Linked DNA regions of Mus musculus: all the other regions are linked to region 2. Evidence: chromatin contacts called from public HiChIP or PLAC-seq data. All regions are on one chromosome and are shown on one strand. Each heading gives the region's core, a stretch centred on a gene start, on an enhancer-like site or on the middle of the called end of the contact. The rest is flanking DNA. Distances are from core to core; before and after follow the strand shown.

The links. HiChIP or PLAC-seq counts read pairs in DNA pulled down with a chosen protein or histone mark.
Region 1: a contact with region 2 is called in a CTCF HiChIP or PLAC-seq map of the NIH/3T3 cell line, with 5 read pairs. The contact joins two enhancer-like sites. A contact is called at or near these places in 1 of 15 datasets of contacts at CTCF or cohesin (the NIH/3T3 cell line) and 1 of 484 Hi-C or Micro-C datasets (cerebellar granule neurons).
Region 3: a contact with region 2 is called in a FOXA1 HiChIP or PLAC-seq map of pancreatic cancer cells. The contact joins two enhancer-like sites. A contact is called at or near these places in 2 of 115 datasets of contacts at active chromatin or transcription factors (T-cell acute lymphoblastic leukemia and pancreatic cancer cells).

The regions. Positions count from the first base shown.
Region 1 is chr10:97,281,390-97,284,505 of GRCm38.p6, forward strand. No RefSeq gene overlaps it. Among named protein-coding and RNA genes, the nearest start is that of Gm34044, 47 kb to the left of the region's middle. Within about 2 kb of position 1,597, at least 11 of the 459 cell types and tissues checked have an H3K27ac peak or open chromatin away from gene starts, as enhancers often do. A contact at or near this core is called in the NIH/3T3 cell line, where this site is marked.
Region 2 is chr10:96,869,809-96,872,999 of GRCm38.p6, forward strand. No RefSeq gene overlaps it. Among named protein-coding and RNA genes, the nearest start is that of Gm46240, 30 kb to the right of the region's middle. Within about 2 kb of position 1,858, at least 84 of the 459 cell types and tissues checked have an H3K27ac peak or open chromatin away from gene starts, as enhancers often do. A contact at or near this core is called in the NIH/3T3 cell line and pancreatic cancer cells, where this site is marked.
Region 3 is chr10:97,336,567-97,340,013 of GRCm38.p6, forward strand. No RefSeq gene overlaps it. Among named protein-coding and RNA genes, the nearest start is that of Mir3966, 85 kb to the right of the region's middle. Within about 2 kb of position 1,600, at least 61 of the 459 cell types and tissues checked have an H3K27ac peak or open chromatin away from gene starts, as enhancers often do. A contact at or near this core is called in pancreatic cancer cells, where this site is marked.

The DNA of each region.
Region 1 (3,116 bases), core at 347-2,846, 410 kb after region 2:
TTCTTTCTTTCTTTCTTTCTTTCTTTCTTTCTTTCTTTCTTTTTTTAGGTATTTATTTCATTTACATTTCTAATGCTATCCCAAAAGTCCCCCACACCCTCCTCCACCCACTCCCCCACCCACCTACTCCCACTTCTTGGCCCTGGCGTTCCCCTGTAATGAGGCATATAAAGTTTGCATGACCAATGGGCCTCTCTTTCCACTGATGGCCGACTAGGCCATCTTTTGATACATATGCAGCTAGAGACACAAGCTCCGGGGGGGGGGGGGGTACTGGTTAGTTCATATTGTTGTTCCACCTATAGGGTTGCAGATCCCTTTAGCTCCTTGGTTACTTTCTCTAGCTCCTCCATTGTGGGCCCTGTGATCCATCCAATAGCTGACTGTGAGCATCCCCTTCTGTGTTTGCTAGGCCCTGGCATAGTCTCACAAGAGACAGCTATATCTGGGTCCTTTCAAGAAAATGCCTCTGTATTTTAGAATTTCTGGTGTTAACAAAGGAATTAAGGAACAAATGGAAGTCTAGTTGACTTGATTTGTTTAAAGACTGAGATTATGAAAATTTTGTTTGCATTATTTGATGATAATATTCATAGCCATCCAAGTAGGTCACTTAATCTACCTAAATAAGGGTGCTAATTTTTTATTGCTTAGATTATTAATGAAAATGTAGATAAAATGTAATAATAGATGATAATCTAACCAGGAATTATCATTGTATCAGAAGTATGTACAGACAGAGACCGGGTGATCATTCAGTGATTAGAAGCAAGCACTGGCTGTTTTCATTAAGGACTCAAGGTTCAGTTCCTAGCACCCACATGGTCACTCATAACACCCTGTATCTCCAGTTCCAGGAAATTTAATGCCTTCCTCTGACTCCCATGGTCTTCTATACAAAAGCAGTACACAGATATTCAACAGGGTTCACATACATGCACACAAACAATCTTAAACAATGTGTCTTATATCAATCAATCTTAAACAATAAGTTTACAGACATAGCTCACTTTCCATCTCCTTCATTCCTTCCTTCCTCCCCTCCCTCCCTCCCTCCTTCTTTCCTTCCCTCCCTTCCTCTTTCCTTCCTGACTTCTCTCCTTACTTTGTTCTTTCCTCCTCTTTTGCTGTCACCCAAATACTTCCTTCTTCTCCTCTGTATTCATCTTCTTCCCTATCTGTCTCTGTCTCCTTCCTTGAACCCTCCTTCCTTTTGTGACAGGATCCACTTATGAAGTCCAGACTAACCTCAAGCTGACTCTGAAATACAATGACTGGCAAGTGGTTAACCCTATGTCTTTTCGAATGTAACAATGCAACTTATCTCAAATTCAAGATTTGGGAAAAAATTACTTGAGAGATAAATGAAAATCTCCATGCCCTTAAAAATAGCCGAATGTGGGCCACTCCTAGAGCTGTTTGTTTTTAAATGATATACAGTGAAAACACAATTATTAAGAATGAGAAACCCAGCTGTGATTTGGGTCTATCAAATTTCGGGAAGTTGCTTTTTTTTCACTATTTATAGTCTATGGAAGCTAAAGTCTACTTTTGTAAGAAAATTTCCTTCAATTTGAAAGTCAGTGTTTATTTTAAAAGGGGAAGAATCCATATGGTTTTGACTCCCCCACACTTGACTCATCCAAATGCAGTTTTGTAAGAGCTGTTTGAAGTAGAAAGCTTTTTGAAAAATTTTTTATGAGCTTTTTTGTCTCTTTTCCTCCTCAGAAAAGGAAGTGATGCTTTGCCAAGTATAAACAAAGTTAATCACTAAACAATTTTATGTCCTAAAATAATGAAACTGGAGTGCGTGTTGAATTTGACAGAAGTAACTCTTTCATCCTCAATGAAATTGTTGCCCAAACTTGTTCAGAGACAGCTTTCTCGGAAGGACCACTCCTGGCAAAAGCAATGCCACTCCACAGGCTTCCAGGGAAACACAGGACAGTAGCTGCATCTTTTGTTTCCCGCCCAGAGTATACTTACTGCATTTGGGGGCAGGGGACACACAGAAGTCACAGAAGAAGGTTATTAAATGTTATGACTGGGCCAAATAATTAGCTCTCAGGAACATAAGTGATGAAGCCATGCTACATGGGTACCTTTCAGGACTGTGACCTGACCAGTAAGTCCTGGACAGTTAGAACATGTTCCTATGCATGTTTTCATAATGAAATCTAGAATCATGGTCAGGACACTGAGGCCTGCTGGCTGAGAGCAGCTATTAGCTGCTTTCATAAATAAAGTTTTATAGACATAAGCAAACCCATTCATGTCCATATTGCACATGCCTGGTTTTGTTTTACAAGGATAGCCACCATCTGAAAGGCAAAACATAAGCTATTTTTAGTATAAGCCTTTTTATTAATTCTTTGAGAATGGTCATAGAATATACTTTAACAATATTCACCACCAACTCCTCTTCTTAACTCTACCCAGATCCACCCCCAACGTCATGTTTTTGTGCCCCCCCCCAAAAAAAAACTACCCATTAGCTCCAATTTGTGCTGTCCATGAAATTCCAGGGATAGGGACATCCACTGGAGTGTGGTCACCCTACTAGGGTTTATACTTTGTTTCCTTAAGTGATCTTTCCCCCAAAAGAACCATCAATTGTCCATATATCCTCAGTTATCACTGGGGTTCATGAAACCCCTCCTACTCCATGCTGACTGGTTTGATCTTGTGAAGGTCTCATGCAGACAACCATGGCTTCTGTGAGCTCATGAATACAGTGGTCCAGTTATATCCAGAAGATACTGCTTCTCAAGGTGCCTCTCTGACCTCTGGTTCTTAAAGCCTTTCAATACCTTCTTCCTTGGTTGTCTCTGAGGCTGGGGCAGCAGATATGAGCACAGGTGAGCATTCCAAGGACATTTCTTCTGTTGACTCTGACTACTAGTGATAAGCCAAAATTATTACTGTGTCCTTTCCACAAAACAAGGTCATGTGACTCCTAGTAAGGTTCATACAGAGCACATATGTAACACTGATCTGCTAAACTTTTACTGTGGTTCAAATGGTGATTTTTTTTAAAAAATAAAATGCTGTTTTATTTTTCATTACCAAACAAAGCCTAGAAGAGGACACTTATACACAGCCAGCCACACACCCCA
Region 2 (3,191 bases), core at 608-3,107:
CACATACCTCTATTTACCTTCTGTACCATCACATGGTCTGGCCAGATTATACTTTAGTATGAATCTAAATGCTAATAAGGTTCATATCATACGAACAGACATGAAGTACAGAATGTTCTGGATGGCAGTCTGAGCATAGCTTTACAAAGTATCTTTCTCATTGTATTTAATGAGGAAAATCAGTAGGAGCTTTCTAAGCATCCCACTGAAACTGAGGCAACACGTTGTGAAACTGATGGGGCATGACACTACCGTACATGGGATCTCTAGCTCCAACTCTGCAATGTCTTTTTTTCTTTTTTTAATTAGGTATTTTCCTCGTTTACATTTCCAATACTATCCCAAAAGTCCCCCATACCCACCTCCACAATCCCCTACCCACCCACTCCCCCTTTTTGGCCCTGGCGTCGCCCTGTACTGAGGCATATAAAGTTTGCAAGTCCAATGGGCCTCTCTTTGCAGTGATGGCCGACTAGGCCATCTTTTGATACATATGCAGCTAGAGACAAGAGCTCCGGGGTACTGGTTAGTTCATATTGTTGTTCCACCTATAGGGTTGCAGTTCCCTTTAGTTCCTTGGGTACTTTCTCTAGCTCCTCCATTGGGGGCACTGTGATCCATCCAATAGCTGACTGTGAGCATCCACTTCTGTGTTTGCTAGGCCCCGGCATAGTCTCACAAGAGACAGCTATATCTGGGTCCTTTCAGCAAAATCTTGCTAGTGTATGCAATGGTGTCAGCATTTGGAAGCTGATTATGGGAGATAGAAGAGAGAATCTCAGGTGCAATGTCTTTATTCTGGGAAATTAAATGAAAAGGGGATGTGAGGTGAGAAAAATAACTAAACTAGACTGGAGAAGAAGGTAAGATGAAATGAAGAGGCAGAACTAGCAGATGCCTACAGTAGATTAGGAACACCAGAGCCTTTCATCTTGTCAAGATGGAGGTATTGTTGGGAAGCCACATGAGCGCCAAGCGACATAGCTCCAACAAATTCAGCAGAGGCCAAGAAGCATGTCCTTAAGTCTTCCTGTGAGATGGCTTCCAAGTGCGATGTTTGTCTGTGACTCTTATTTAAGATACCCAGGGAGCTATCAAATGTTGTCCGTAATTGATTGACAGCCACATGAAAAGAATAAATATTTCAAACTGGAATAACAGAATAGATTTCTCCTGAGCCTTAACTTAATTCCTCTTTTTAAAACTCTCTTTCTTTTTCCCTCCTCCCTTCCAGAACTGCAATTGGAAAAAAAAAAGAGTAAATATGAAGAACTACATTGAGACAGTTGTCTGATTATTTTTTTAACCTGAGAATGCAAATGGATAAAGTTTAAAAACAAGGAGCGATGTCAAACATAATCAGAACTTTATATCCTGCAATATAAACTTTTGTAAGCTCAGAGAATCAGCCAGAACAAAATGTCTAATTGGTTTAAAATTAAAGTCAAGGTTAATATTAATAAATACTTTATAATTCTTTGTAAGTTTATTTGAATGGTATTGGCTCAAACTAAATAGATGCCATTTCTTTAAAGAGAACAGTGTTTAATTAATACCAAATGACTTAGTGTGTGGAGTTACTGTTTGTTCTGTGGCCCAGGCTTCCAAGCCTGTGTTTGTGTATGTGTGTGTGTGTGTGTGTGTGTGTGTGTGAGAGAGAGAGAGAGAGAGAGAGAGAAAGAGAGAGAGAGAGAAAGAGAGAAAGAGAGAGACCCACATTTGGTAGACTTCTACAGAATGCACACATATATTTTCTTTTTGCCAAAAAGTAACAGAAGCCTTCTGAAGGCGTAAGGCTTCATCTCTTTGATAGAGCTCTTAAAACGAGAACAAGAGTGAGCCAGAGTGGACAGGATGTGGGTGTCTGACTCACAGCGCAAGGCAGCCACATGCAGGGTCAACAACCCCACCCCATCTGTGGCCTGCCCTTTCCTCTGATCTTTTCAGATATTTCATGTGATGGTTGGCTCACAAACAGTAATGGCTTCTTGGGAATGTCGGTCATCCGAACTACCTGAAAGATAAGAAGCTCCACCTTCCTTTCTTATCCTGGCCTCCTTGGTAAAGATGGAAAGATATTGTTCCTTCAGATACACAGTAGGGAGGAAAAAGATGAGGAATCCAGGTTTCCGAGCCTTCATAAGTCTGAGCCCTGTGACTCACCGACAGACCACATGAGACAGAGGCCATGTTCTTGTATGTTTTGGTGGTGTGCAACTTTTTCTCCTCTGAGACAGACAGGAAACATGCCTAATTCATTGTATAGCAGCTATATAAGGCTCTGAGGATAAATACTGACTAAATCCCAGGAGTATTTTAGTGAGGAGCAGTATGCACATGAGCCCATAACTACTTACAGAGTGGCTGAGAGGCTGCTGAGTAGTGATCAATGTCTTAGTTTAAGGGATATAAAAACAGTTATTACAATATATCATAATATAACATAATACAGTAATATATATATATATGTACATATAAGATACATACATAATGTTATAACTCATGAAGCGGTAGATGGAAAGAGAACAGAGAGGAGGAAATACTTAACAGGGAGGACTGGACTCCACTGTGTTAATTAGACAAGGCTCTGGGAGAGGAAGAGCTATGCTGGGCTGGACGCTGCAATATACTCAATGAACATCAAAAATGATGAGAGGTTTCAGGTAAAGGGAAGAGTCTTTGAAGAGCACCATCGCTGAATGTTTAAAACAAGAAAACTGAGAAAAGAGAAAGGGCTAGAGCTCTTGGAACAATGGAAGGAATGAGAAGAGAAGGAGAAAGGTATTCATTCATTTTCTAATCTAGCCTGCAGGCTGCACAGTCAGTGACCCCGAAACAATGGACAGTCAAGTGTGCTTTGCAGTGTCTCCGGTAGCCCAGGTTGGCTTCAAACTTATTCTGTAGGTGCAAACCTCATTCTCCATCCTGAAAACCCCCGAGTTCTGGTGTTCCTGGCATGTGCCACACCTAGATGGGATTATAATTTTGTTCTTATAATTTCTGGAGTTTATGTGGTTGTTGGTAAAATTCTGTTGAAACTGTGATGGAAGAAAACTCTCTCTCTCTCTCTCACTCGCTCTCTTAATCTCTCTCTCTCTCTCTCTCTCTCTCTCTCTGAGGTACCGTTTCACTATATACAGCAACCTGGCCTTCAATCACAGAAATCTGCCTTTAATGAAAGAGCTGGGATT
Region 3 (3,447 bases), core at 350-2,849, 470 kb after region 2:
CTGGAGCATTATATTCAGTATTTATGTCTCTAAGAGGAAATGCTTTTATAATCTGCATAATTCAATGCTATATATAAATAAGCCAGATATGATGGAAGTGTCATTAGAAACTTTGTCCTTTAGTTTCAAATGTGTATGTAACCAACACACATAGTTCTCTATATGACAAAGCTCTCCATGGTATGAAATAATAGTAAATTAAAATGTTCAAGGAAAAAAATAGAACTTTCATACACCAGATATGTTTGGTTCTTTTGTTTTGTATGTTTGTTTGTTTGTTTGTTTACAGACAGGGTTTCTCTGTGTAGCCCTGGCTGTCCTGGAACTCACTCTGTAGACCAGGCTGGCCTTGAACCCAGAAATCTGCCTGCCTCTGCCTCCCGAGTGCTGGGATTAAAGGTGTGTGCCACCACCACCCAGCTTGATATGTTAGGTTCTTAATGAATGTACAAAGCTTACATCTATAGCTGACATCCATGATTTGATTTTAGTTTGATGTAAATTTATGTCAGATTTGTAAAAAAAAAAAAAATGTATCTTAAGAGAAAATGTCTATACAACTTAGTTCTATTACAACCAAGATTTTGTTTCACAGTTGTTTTTCCCATGCTTTGTGGTCATTTATCTACTTTTAGCAACATTTTAAAAGGCAAAAATCTTTTGTTTCTTGTTAATTTTACCAGACTTTGAACATTACCCTTCCTCATGGGAAACAAAGAAAGAAACAAAAACATTAGTTTGCTACTTTTGCAAATCTTTGTGACTCCTTATTTCAGTCCTTTGAATAGGAGACCAAGATCCTTCTCCCAGGAATTTTCCCTCTTCAAGTCACTAGGCCAGTCTTCATTGCCAATTGAACTGGCATAGAAACAGTTCTGGAAGTGTCTCTGAGGGTGATTCCAGAAGGCTTAATCTACTCTGAATAAGGGCAGCACCTTCAGTGGGATGAGGTCCTAAACTAAATTAAAAATAAATAAATAAATAAAAAGGAATAAGAAGAGGAGGAAGAGGAAAAAGAGGGGGAGGAAAAAGAGGAGAAGAGAAGGAAGAAGGAGGATAGCAAGCTGAGTTGGTTTAAGGATTTTTACCTTTATATGACAAAGCTCTCTATGTTATGAAATAAATTAAATAAAAATGTAGGTGACAAAAAATCATAGATCTTCCATACACCAGATATGTTAGGTTCTTAAGGAGATATAAACCTTACATCTGTAAATGACATGCATAATTTGTTTGTGGCTTTAAGCAAATTTAATTTGTGCTCATTCATAAGGAAGATATATATATGTATATATATATATATATATATATATATATATATATATATATATATTCCTATTGACTATTATGAATAAACAATAATCCTCACTGATGTCTGATATCTAATAACAGATATCCAAACAGCAGGACTTTCCAACAGCAGACTTTTATTCAGGCCTAGCCAATTTATGCTGAACTTTAGTTGGTCTTCTGTTTATATATATGCCTCTGCATGACTGAGCATGAAGATGAGAGCCTCAGCTCTCCAGGGTAAACGTGTAGGCAGGGCCATTCTACTTTTGGCCAATCCCCTAAGACCTGAAGTGCCTTCCATTACTGTTGATTGAGCTCACTGTGACCCATTCGGGTTAAGGTTATTAGTCATCCCTGACTGCACCCAGCTTTCCCACAATGAGCTCTCCAATTTTCTTACTAATGTGAAACTTATTTACACAGATCCTTGTTCCACAGATGCCTCAGCTGAAGACCAGGCTGAAGTTAGCCCGAGAGCAGCCCTGGTTAGGACACAGGCCTCTGTGCCCAGTACTAAGAATTATTGAATATGGTACTGTAGGATGTTGGCTTCTAGCAGCTAACAGAGGCACAGCTGTTGAATGTGACATGAGAGTAATTTACGGCACAACACTTCCTGTTTGCTAATGCAAATATTTCCCCCCCTTTCCCCCCCATACACACAGTACTGAGTTTATTAGGGCAGCCACTGAACGCTGTCTGTTTACTCAGGTGAGCACTGAGCTCTGCTGATTTATTGGGATGGGCACTGAGAACTGGTTAGTTTATTCCAGTCAGCAATGGGACCAGTTGGTTTATTCAGGTGAACATGGGGCACCACCGGTTGGTTTATTTTGGCGAGCACTAAGCACTGTTTGGTTTTATGAGGTGGCCACTGACCTAGTATGATGATGTCTTCATAATATGAGGAGATTTAGGTATACAACTGCACACAGTAAAGGCCCTGTGAAAATATAGGATAATGTGGCCTCTTAAGGATGTCTAGAATCACAGAACTTATAGAATGAATCTCTGCCTCCCCCTACACACACACACACACACACACACACGGAATAACTTATAGGCTGCATTCCAACTAATCCATCAATGGCGAGCTGGATCAAAAGCCTGGGTCTTCCCACCTCAAAAGTCCAGACTAAAAGTTTATTCACCTATTTCAAACCCAGAAGAAACTCTCTGGCCGGCATGCCCTCCATTTCTGGATTATAGTTCATTCCAGATACAGTTAAGTTGACAACCAAGAGTAGCCACGATCTATAAGCCAAGGAATGAGGGCACAGAAGGACCCAGCCCTGCCAGCATCGTGATCTTCAAGTCCTGGTTTCTAGAACGGTGAGGAGACCAATCTCTGTGGTTTAAACTCTCTGACATGTGGTACTTTGCCATGGCAGTGCTGGTAATCCCCAGAAATTTGCTTCTGGAAAAGAGTGAATAAGTTCTGCTTGAAACTCAGAGGAGAGATGTCTTCATCAGAATATCAAATTCAGTGGGTGTGTATTACTTTTCTCGGCTTGCTAGTTTTCCTCCTCCTCCCCTCTTAGACTTATTTAAAAAAATAAATAAATAAAGATGAAGTGTAAGCCCCATCTCAGGTATGGTGCTACTGACATTAAGAGTGGATCTTTCCTCTTCAGTTAAATGCTTCTGGAATTTCCCTTGAAAATACCCCATGGACTTTCTAAATCTGATCCAGTTGATAATGAAGACCTGACATTCCGGGTGGAAGAGGAGGTGATGTCAGAAGATACAGATGAACTAGCAAAGACACTTTAAAAGAAGTAGAGCCGAATCACTGGGGATTTACAAAGAAATCAAGAGAATGGAGCCATAACCATAGATAGAGTGGCCCTAAGAAAGGTGTTCTGTAAAGGATTCTGTTCTGGACAGGTCAATTTCCCAGCCATGTGCCAGTCTCCGAGCTTTGTCTCCTTACTAACGCACAGTCACACCTTGTAAAATTACTATAGGGATTAAAAATAGAGGCTTTGTCTTGAAGGAAAGACAGCGGGAGGGAGAGACATGTTCACACTGAGAGATGGAGACAAAGACGAGACGGATGAAATTATAATTAACTAATAGATTAAAAATGTGAATCACTGACGGATTATTTTTTGTACTTCTAAATAGTTGTTCTTTATTTTACTTACGGGAATT